Linked DNA regions of Mus musculus: region 1 is linked to region 2. The links are chromatin contacts, called in public HiChIP or PLAC-seq maps. All regions are on one chromosome and are shown on one strand. Each heading gives the region's core, a stretch centred on a gene start, on an enhancer-like site or on the middle of the called end of the contact. The rest is flanking DNA. Distances are from core to core; before and after follow the strand shown.

What was found. HiChIP or PLAC-seq counts read pairs in DNA pulled down with a chosen protein or histone mark.
Region 1: a contact with region 2 is called in an H3K27ac HiChIP or PLAC-seq map of heart atrium, with 10 read pairs. The contact joins two enhancer-like sites. A contact is called at or near these places in 9 of 484 Hi-C or Micro-C datasets (DN3 thymocytes, the HL-1 cell line, brain and 3 more), 4 of 115 datasets of contacts at active chromatin or transcription factors (cardiomyocytes, embryonic fibroblasts, heart atrium and 1 more) and 2 of 9 other capture datasets (adipose tissue and embryonic stem cells).

What each region holds. Positions count from the first base shown.
Region 1 is chr4:98,106,340-98,111,330 of GRCm38.p6, reverse strand. Nfia (nuclear factor I/A) reads right to left here. Exons shown (of 11, transcript NM_010905.3): 11 at 1-113. The coding sequence ends at 96. Among named protein-coding and RNA genes, the nearest start is that of Gm34784, 17 kb to the left of the region's middle. Within about 2 kb of position 2,115, at least 126 of the 459 cell types and tissues checked have an H3K27ac peak or open chromatin away from gene starts, as enhancers often do. A contact at or near this core is called in heart atrium, where this site is marked.
Region 2 is chr4:97,884,220-97,889,273 of GRCm38.p6, reverse strand. All of the region lies in intron 2 of Nfia (nuclear factor I/A), which reads right to left. Among named protein-coding and RNA genes, the nearest start is that of Gm19417, 18 kb to the right of the region's middle. Within about 2 kb of position 1,848, at least 6 of the 459 cell types and tissues checked have an H3K27ac peak or open chromatin away from gene starts, as enhancers often do. A contact at or near this core is called in heart atrium, where this site is marked.

The sequences.
Region 1 (4,991 bases), core at 866-3,365, 220 kb before region 2:
AAGTTGTAACTGCGCCGGGTTGAGGTTGCGTCCATGTTACAGAGTTGAGAAGGGGTCAGGTGGTCTGTCTGGAGGATGGTGGGATGCTGCAACTTTTATCCCAGGTACCAGGACTGGAAGACAAAAAGAAAAGTCTAATTAAAATGCAGGTGTAGTGCTGGGTGTAGTGGCTCGTGGGTAGCTCTTGGCTAGTATGAGCAAGGCCCACAGTGATCCAGTGCACAAAAACAAAAAGCATTCAATATTGTAAAACTATTTTGAAAGTTGCTCTTTTAACCATGGGATCAGAATTTACCTTGGGAGTTCATGTGGTCGAGGGATGACAGTAAATCCCAAGCCACTGAAATTTATCTTATTCCTCTGACATTAAAATTCATTGCCTTTGTGGGCTTTGCCAATGCTTTGCATATATCTTACCAGGTGCCGTCTTTCTGGTCACATGGCAGGTTTTGTAACCCTGTAGTGAGCCAATTAGAAGAGGGCAAGGAACCTGGCTATCTTATTAGTACCTAGCTTAATGCCTGGGAGGGCTCAAGAAAGACAAGCAAATTCGATGGAGTGGCTGAAGTGTGAGCTTGGGGCTGCAGCAAATAGCTATTTCCATGACTTTCTCAATATATTTCTCAGTGAGGTGTAGGTGCTAAGGACAGGTGCTAAATGTACAAACACAACATTCTGTAGGTGGCCCATGATAGCAGTTAAAACAGAAAGGTCTGGTGGAAAACTCACTGGTGACCTGGGAGGGGGTGGGGGGTGGGAAGTCAGACTGGCCTCTCCCCTTGCTCCTCATGATGGGTGCAAATCCTTTCTTCCCTCCCCTCCTCTCCCCTCCCCTCCCCTCCTCTCCCCTCTTCTCCCCTCCTCTCCCCTCCTCTCCCCTCCCCTCCCCTCTCCTCCCCTCCCCTCCTCTTTCTTTCTCTTTCTCTCTCTCTCTCTCTCTCTCTCTCTTTCTCTCTTTCTCTCTTTCTCTCTTTTTTTCTTTCCGAGACAGGGTTTCTCTGTATAGACCTGGCTGTCCTGGAACTCACTTCATAGACAAGGCTGGCCTTGAACTCAGAAATCCACCTGCCTCTGCCTCCCAAGTGCTGGGATTAAAGGCATTCGCCACCACTGCCCGGCCAGGTGCAAATCCTTTCAATGGCATATATTTAAAATTCTTTTCTTAGAAAAGATACATAATAAAATAAGATGGCACCTTATGAAGCACCATTGTGTTCATGGGGAAATGAAACCACTGTAGTTCTCGTTCATGTTTCTGTCTACTCAATGTGCCCTTGGAGCTTTCTGCCAGCTGTGGAGCCAGTCTTATGTCCCTTTCAGAAACATTCTTTGTCAACACAGAGAGTTCGCTTAACAAAATGAGCAACTATAGACCAATCTCAAAACTCAAGTGAGGCTAAAAATTGTATGACTTTTTTTTTTTTTTTTTGCCAACTTTCTTCTAAGTATTCTGAAGAATTCAGTATTTTCATCAGAAAACCTACCAGCTTCGAGGCTGTGAGTTCTGCATTGAAAACATCACCAGGGTTTGAGTCAGTCGGAACTGATTCCGGAGGTGAGGGCTAAAGCTCACTCTTGTCGGGGAGATTCAATTAGGGGAAAGTCGGGACTCCTTTGATCCCAGGGATAAATAGCTAAGTGATAGCTCCATGGAGGCATGGTGTAAAATTTCCTGGTCACACAAGGTACCTTTGATTTCCAAAGGCGCTTATAACAAAACAAAACAAAACAAAAACTCCTAGCTCAAACCACAAAACTACTCATCCTGTAGACTTTTACTCTCTGACCATGCGCTTCGGAGAACCCAATAAAGCTGCTTATATCTGGAAAAGAAATCACCCTGGCAAGTATGCATGGCCTAAATCTAAGTGGACAAAAGAAAGATCAGTAAGAAGGAAAGGGGAGGGAAGCAGACCGCAAACCGTGTCTGCGTTAAGTTTCTCCTGATCTCTGACGCAGATCCACTTTCCATATCTGCTCTTATACAGAACAGTCTCAAACTGAGTGGTAAGTGCTGTTCCCAATCTGTTTGCATGCTTTCTAAGGCAGTTGTGAAATTCTGGACTTCTTCAGTGTGGCAGTCCTGAAGCAAAGGCCTGGGACCTGGCGAGTCACCAGGGGGAGCAGTTTTCCGTCCCGTAGTTTCTGCATTCAGGACATTACAAAAATCAGCAGTGCCCTGTACATACTTCTGCTAAAAAGCAAAGCAAAGCAAAGCAAAGCAAAGCAAAGCAAAGCAAAGCAAAGCAAAGCAAAGCAAAGCAAAGCAAAGCAAAGCAAAGCAAAGCAAAGCAAAGCAAAGCAAAGCAAAGCAAAGCAAAGAAAAAAAAAGTTTCTTCACACATCTTACTATTCAGTGTGTGCCTCGCCCACAAGGTTACCCCAGAGCAGCTCTGTAACCCTTCACTGAAATAGGCTTTATTGATTGCTCTGGGCTATTGTTCTCTTTTCAAGTCCCCCAAGTTCAAGTTCATCCTGGTGTTACATCATGTCTGGTTGCTCTTAGCAACCAGACAGACCCAGACGTGACTATCATTAGCAAGAAACCCGCCACTCTCCTCCCACCAACCTTCCAGTGGCTCTGACGTAGCAGGCCCACTGCAAACACACTGAAGTATTTATTCTGCCTAATTTATGACCTACCCAGCAAGCTAGACCCCCGCTCCAAAAACCAACACTGTTGTATATTTAATTAATCTGTCTTTCTTTGGCATTTGAGAAAGTTAGACAAAGGACTAATTATTGTGTTTCGCTCTCCACACTTTTCTTTTGGGGGGTGAATATTTGCCTGGGAAAGAAAACGATGAGGCCCCGCATTGGCCCCTCCCCTTTTTCTTTCTGCCCTTTTGACATTTCATGAAATACTTTAGCTGCTTAAGGGAGTTAGAAAAAAAAAAAAAAAAGAAAGAAAGAAAGAAAAAAAAACCGCACTGTGAATGTTACTCCTTCTGAGTTGGTATTCAGTAACACAAATCAACTCACGACATGTTTAAATTTAAATGCTAACCACACGCTCTCAGAGTTACTTTAAAGGTTAGTTTTTAATCAATAGAAGTTGCTGACTCTGGGTTTTTGAGCTGCACACTGCAACTCCCGGGCTTTTGTCTAATGTTAAAGCTTGGGAACTTTTTTTTCCTTGAGATGATTTTAGCAATGATTTGCAGATACTGGGGCTATTGTGCTCCTACCAGCAACATGTCAATAGAGGAGCTGAGCTGCCCTGTGGTGGGCTGTCAATATGACTCCTAAGGCAGGGGTTGGGGGTCTTTAATAACCCGTGAAAAAACCTTAATTAACCCTTTCAGGTCCAAACCAAAACCTATTCTCCCACTTTTCACTCCTGTAATTTGACCATTAGTACTTATTTCAACATCTCACTAATCTTCATGACAATTAACCCAGCTACTTGACCAAGGGCTTCCAGAATGGGAAGTCAGTTAGGGGGAACCACACACGAACTTCTCTCTCTCTCTCTCTCTCTTTCTTTCTCTCTTTCTTTCTTTCTTTCTTTCTTTCTGTTTTTTTGAATGAGGTCTCTTAGTAAACGATCTGCAGAAATATAGTAGAGAAACAGTTGTAAGCAATAAGAAATTACTCCATTTTGCCAAGTTTTCTATCTGTCAGTTTGTAGTTGAAGACACTGGTGGTGACAGGTGTGACAACCGCCCACACAGAGGTGCTCCTGGATTTTCCTAAACTTCTGAGAACTGCCAATCGCCTCAGCCGGGTAAGGCAATAGGAGGAAAGGCTCCTTTGCTGTGGCATTTCCCTTTAATCTCGTTACTTGAAAACGCAGCAAGTCTGAGAGCACTCACTAAAGGAGGATTCGGCATCTTTCTTCTTGGGACAGGAGAACAGAGAGCGAGAGGGATCTGAGAAAATCTGGGAAATACTTGGATTGAATCAAGTCATTGGGAAGATACTGACACGAGAAGCAAAACTCATCTGTGGAGGGAGAGTCAGGAAATCATCCTCACGTCTGACATCTGCTTGGGTTTCATATGGCCTCTGCCTTCATACTTTATAGGCCCTTAATCTGCCCTACTGTATCCAGGCGACTACAAAGGAATCCCTGTCCCTTATCTGCCGAGAGTGGCAATATTACAGTACTGCATCAGAGGATGTTATCTTGATACATTTACATTGAGGCAGTAAACACTGGGCTTTGATCTATTGCCCCTCCCCCAGCAGGAACATTCAACCACAGTTGATTTGGTGGCCCATAAATCCACACTCCCTCAAAGGCTCTAGTTTCAAGAAATTAGCCAGTTACATTCTCAATGTCCACAGTTTGGGATGAACCAGGGGTGGGAGGGGGAACCCGTCCTCTTTCAGTGTTCAAGGTGAAACATCAAAAGAAATCTGCAGTCCGAGAGCTCAGCTTTCCTTCTAGCTGGTCAGATGGAGAAGTAATCTCATCAGGTTGGAAAGTGCTGACTCAGGATTTAATAAAGTGCCTGCAGATGTGGTGTCTCTAAGGTATTCAACTCATGTAATGCAAAACAGCTCCGCGCCCAGCGACGTGCTTATAAAATTTCATTTAACCATTGCAGCGCGGTTCTCTTAGGAGTTTTATCACACTTCCCGCCCCTTAATTTACAGCTCCATGAAAGTTCCAGCCCCATTCTGTGGGGATTCTGGAATGCTCACAGTAGTCAGGATTTACGAACCATAAACAGCCTCCGTCCCACTGTATCCTAAACAAGAGGGCTGAGATGGCAGCCCGCACTGTGACAGTGGCAGGCTGGTCCTTCTCTTGTGCCTTACAAAATGGAGTTGGTCCAGAGTCTACTGGAGACAGGTGATGAAGTCAAGGGACTCACCTTCCTTCTCAACTGCCAATATTCTAACACACGCAACTTTTTCTTACAGTCTCCCTTTCTACGCAGCGGGCAGGGCATACATTTTAAAAACAGAAAAGAAGTAGATCTGAGATATTTCACTTTGGGAGAGAGAGAGACAGAGACAGACAGAGACAGAAAGACAGAGAG
Region 2 (5,054 bases), core at 599-3,098:
AGGTACATGTGTGTACATGGGTATGGAAGCCTGAGGTTGAAGTTGAAAGCTCCCCTGATTGCTTTCTCCCTTATTCACTGGGGTAGGCTCTCTCAATTGAACTCATACAGATGATCTAGCTAACAAGATTGCTCCAGGATCCCCTGCCTCTACCTTCTGAACACTGGAATTAGAGAGGGATGCTGTACCCACACAGCATGTATATGGGTTCCAGGTACCTAAACTTGCAGTTGTGTATCAAGCACTCTGCCCACTGAGCCATTCTTCAGCTCAGTCAGGGCCAGCTCTGCCTAGTCTCATAGCTTTCTCTATCCCTGCTTTCACTGTTAGAAATGAAAGAATTGGATCCAGTAGCAAACTCTTGGCCAGCAGCTCCAAATATTCTTGATTCTAAAATCTACGACACTTTGACAGTATGACTAATATATCCATGAGAAAGTATCATGTCTAAGCTTAAACAAACACCAAGATGATAAAATACAGCTCTAAGAGAAATCTGTTCAAAGGACTTCAGAAAAACGGACACACTCTATACACCAGCTCCCTAAAGTATGGGTTGCAACCCGACTAGGAGTTATATCAGTGAACGTGGGGTTCGAAAAAACTTTGTCAAAAAGAGAAAAAAAACCCACAATAACCAAAAATTACCTCAAGTAAAATGCGTAATAAATGTGAGGCATTTCTAGCACTGCTCACCATGTGTAACATGGAAGGATCACACTGCATGCCCACTCTGCACTGCAATCATGGTCACACACACAACATCAGGGGACACTGAAACACTGCAGCTCAGATTAAAGGCTACCGTGTATTATGAATCCCAGCATTTTGACTGTGCATACAAATTGCCCACTCCTATAGAAACGTAGTGGAAAACAAATTTGGATTTCATAAATCATTTAATGAATTTGACTTGGGATTAGGAGAGAACTACCAACAGTTTCTAAAACGGTCCTCAACACACTTTTGCCTTTTAACATGTGTATTTATGGAAAGCGGAACTCTTAGCACTGATGATCATAAAACCAAAATCTCAATCAACTTGAAATTACTGAAGATGTTTTGCATCTACATCACACTCAGTAAGATTTAGTTCTTTATGTAAAAACACAAAAGCAATTCCATCTCACTAGTATACAGATTTGATTTTTATCTTTAGTAAATGTGAAATTACACACACACACATACACACACACACACACACATAAATTTGTCAAGGAATTGTTGAAATTATAATTAATTATAAGTGAAATTTTGGTTATATATCTTTTGATATACTAATACAGCCAGATGATGTAAATTTTTCTTGGGTAAAAAGGGGGTCATGTGTGGACAAGTTTAAGGCCTGCTCTCCATCACATGGTCCAGGCCTTACTAACATTCTTTGGCATATAAATATACTATTGCAAATGCCTGGGCTCAAATCCACTTCTGTAACCTTTATCCTACCAGTATGATCCTGGGTAAACTTATTCATGTATCTGTGTTTCCAATTCCTCATCTGCAGAATGGGTAGCCATTATAACCTAGTTAAATTGACAACAATATACATTTATATTTTACATTGGGATTTAAATCAACTGATATGGCCAAGTATTTGCCCACCACTACTAAGCTTTGTCAATAAAGTAAAGAGTATTTGAGCCAATAAAATACAGCCCTCCTGGCCAGAATGGTAAGTCTCAGGAAAGAGTCATTGAAGTGATGGACTGAGCAAATTATAAAAGAGAAAAAAGCTTGGCCTAAATGTTTGCAGCATCGCTGAGCATATGTCAGAAGAATGTTCACACAGCAACAGGATGGATGGGAAGAAAGAGAAGCAGCTGGGTTTGTTCTACCAAAGTCAAGGTCAGTGTCCAGTCTCCAAATAGCTTCTTTATCTTCAGTAACCACATCAACTCAAGGGCCACAGTGAGCTATAGCAAATATAGCACAGACACTCAGAGCTAGAGATGAAACCAGATGTTAGTGCCTTTTTACTCCTTTGCCTTCTAAGGAATGAAGATGAAGCCACACACCCTGAAGCTTACCCATCCAGGATTGCACAGAAAGACCTCTTATTATTTTCCCCTAGAACGTCCTCCTGCTATGTCATATGTCAGAATTATCTTACACGAATACTCTAACTACAAATAGATGCATGGATGAGACTGTGCATAGAAAATTCTATATTCCAGAACTGCTTTCTAGAAACTGGATGTGAAGCAACTTGAGTAATTTCTAGTCCCCCAGACGACTGGACCTTGTTCACCCATCAAAACCCAATTTTAATTTTGATCTTTTTAGCCCTTGTGGAATCGAGAACCTAAGACAGCTGAGTAATGAGGAGCTCCTCTCTATCAGACCCTCTTCAAGGATGGCAGCAGAAAAGCAGATAGCACATTACTAGGGCAGTCCAGACAGAGAAGAGCCCCCACTCCAGTTCACCTTAGAAACGTGGGTGTGTGGTGTCAGCAAACAACTCCTAGGATATATAGTGGTAGGGGCAAAACATCAGGGCAAAACTGAGGGCTCTCTTGTCGAAGTGGGAATTCTCAGTCCACAGCAAGTGTGCACCCTTAAAAGACTACCCTAACACAGGTTTCACTGCCAAGTGGCCCAACTGGAGCCTGGTAAATGGTCAAAACATTTTTCTAAATGTCCAATAACCATTAAAAGACCTGGATCCTACCAAAATTACATTTTTCCTTCTGTTTCTTTCTCTTTTTTTTCTTTAAGTCAGTCTGAATACCAGTTATTGAGCATTCACTGTTACAAAGAGCTGTCAGAAGCACTAAGAAAACATGGTCCCAGTGTTCAAGAAAACACAGCCTGGTAGAGATGAATTCACACACAACTGACTACCATGGAAGCCAGACGTCGCTAGCATAAGGCAACGTAAGCCATGTGTGATGGCAAAAGGAAGAGAAAGCAGTAGGCTAACCGAGGAAGGATGGACAGATGAGCAGGCATTCCCCTTCTTGTTCCATAAAATATCTGGGGCATCGTGAAGGCTAAGTGGGATGTACTGGGCAGCCCAGCAGAAGAGCCCAGAGAAAGGAGGCATCCACACTGGACACAGGCGTTTCTGTTTTATAGCATGGAGTGGGTAAATTCTCTTGTGGACCTCTGTGCTTTGCCTCTGCTCTGTACTTCGGGCACCTAAGGTGTCAGCACCCATGCATTTCCCTTTATAGTATCATTGATAGGCTCAAAAGTTTCTTGAGCTCTTTCCAATATAGCGTTTGCCTATAATGTCTTCTCCAGGGCTTGACTCCTTCATTTCGACAGGGCAGGTTTTAACATGTGGCTCACAGAGAAAAGTGAAACCACAGGCACCAGCAGAACTAAGAATAAAAAACACATTTTGAAATAAAATAAAGGTTAAGCTCTCATACCAACAGACCTTGCTTGATCAGCAAAAAATGTAGGTGTTAACAGGAAATCACTATATTGTGTAATCCCCACTTCACCCTCCACAAAATTGCACTGTAATTCAAAATAAGTGAAGCAACAATTGGATGGATGACCAGTTCTTGTTGTTTACATAGGTTAATGCACAAATGTGCAGTTTCCATGGCTTTCAGAATGACGTGACTTACACGAAGCACTAGCGGTAAATAAGTTGAAGTGCTGCGTTATAGTTAGCATATGGTGAAATCTTAAGCAAAGCTCTTTCACCCACGTCCTAAAAGACATTTAAAATATTCTCCCCATCAGCAACTTTCATTTTCTTTTATTTTACATCCTGCTAATTCTTCTCTTGTGCAAATGCAATTTTTTATATAAATAAAGAGTGATAAATAAAACACAAGAATAACAACGTGTTCTTTGCACATGAATCACAGAATGACCAGACAACTTATAATATCTACAACCATGTCACTTTAAAATTTAATTATGGCCATTAAAATACTCTTGAACTACCTGGAATGACAGAATATCTATGCTAATAACAGATCGTTCATAACAAATTTCATGAGCATACTTTTGGTAGAATGAGAACAAATAAGCCTTAAACAATGTCCACCTCCTACAAACTCTTCCAGATGAGGTTTACACGGACAGACTCTCGATTTCTCTCTCTCTCTCTCTCTCTCTCTCACTCTCTCTCTCTCTCTCTGTGTGTGTGTGTGTGTGTGTGTGTGTGTGTGTGTGTGTGTGTGTCTATGTGTGCGTGTATCATGTATAGAGGTGCCCATGGAGGCCAAAAGGAAGTATCAAATTCTTGCTGACGCCAGAGTTAAGAGGCAGTTGTGATCTCTAAAATGATGCTAGGAACTGGCCCATTAAAAACATGAGAATAAGGTCAGTTATTTTATTAGTCTTCCCCAATGTCACCACTGTGTCTTCTTTCCTTTTTGTCTACTTATAATTCACTTAAAAGATCACTGATGCCAGGCATTGGTGGCACACGCCTTTAGTCCCAGCACTTGGGAGGCAGAGGCAGGCGGATTTCTGAGTTCGAGGTCAGCCTGCTCTACAGAGTAAGTTCCAGGACAGCCAGGTATACAGAAAAACCCTGTCTTGAAAAACAAAACAAAACAAAACAAAACATCACTGATACAGTTTAAGACCACAAGTTTATTATGTAGGGAGGGAATAGTTAAGTTCCATTTTACCAGAACTAGAAAACAAGGCAAGAAAATGAAGTCTCCATCCACACTTGCTATTTTGGAACACTGGGCAATTGACATGCTCTGGGTGCTATGTGAGTCCTGAGTTAACATCTTCCCCAAAAAGACAGTCCATGGAAGATGGGGCTGCTCAAGTCCCCATAACAAATGTAAGATATTGGAGTTCATTTCTTAAACAGATTATCTTAGATGTGAGAGTCATTCATTAAAACCACCATTCATAAATACCAATACCTGGGTATTATGTGAGCATGCACAAGTATACACACGCATCATGGTGCATGTATGGAGGTCAGCAGACAACTTACAGAAGTCAGTTGTCTCCTTCCACCATGTGGGTTCCAGGGATGGAACTCAGGTCATCATGTGGGTAGCAAAGACTTTACTCACTGTGCCCTCTCACCAGCTCAATACTCAAGTGTTCCATAGAACACACTT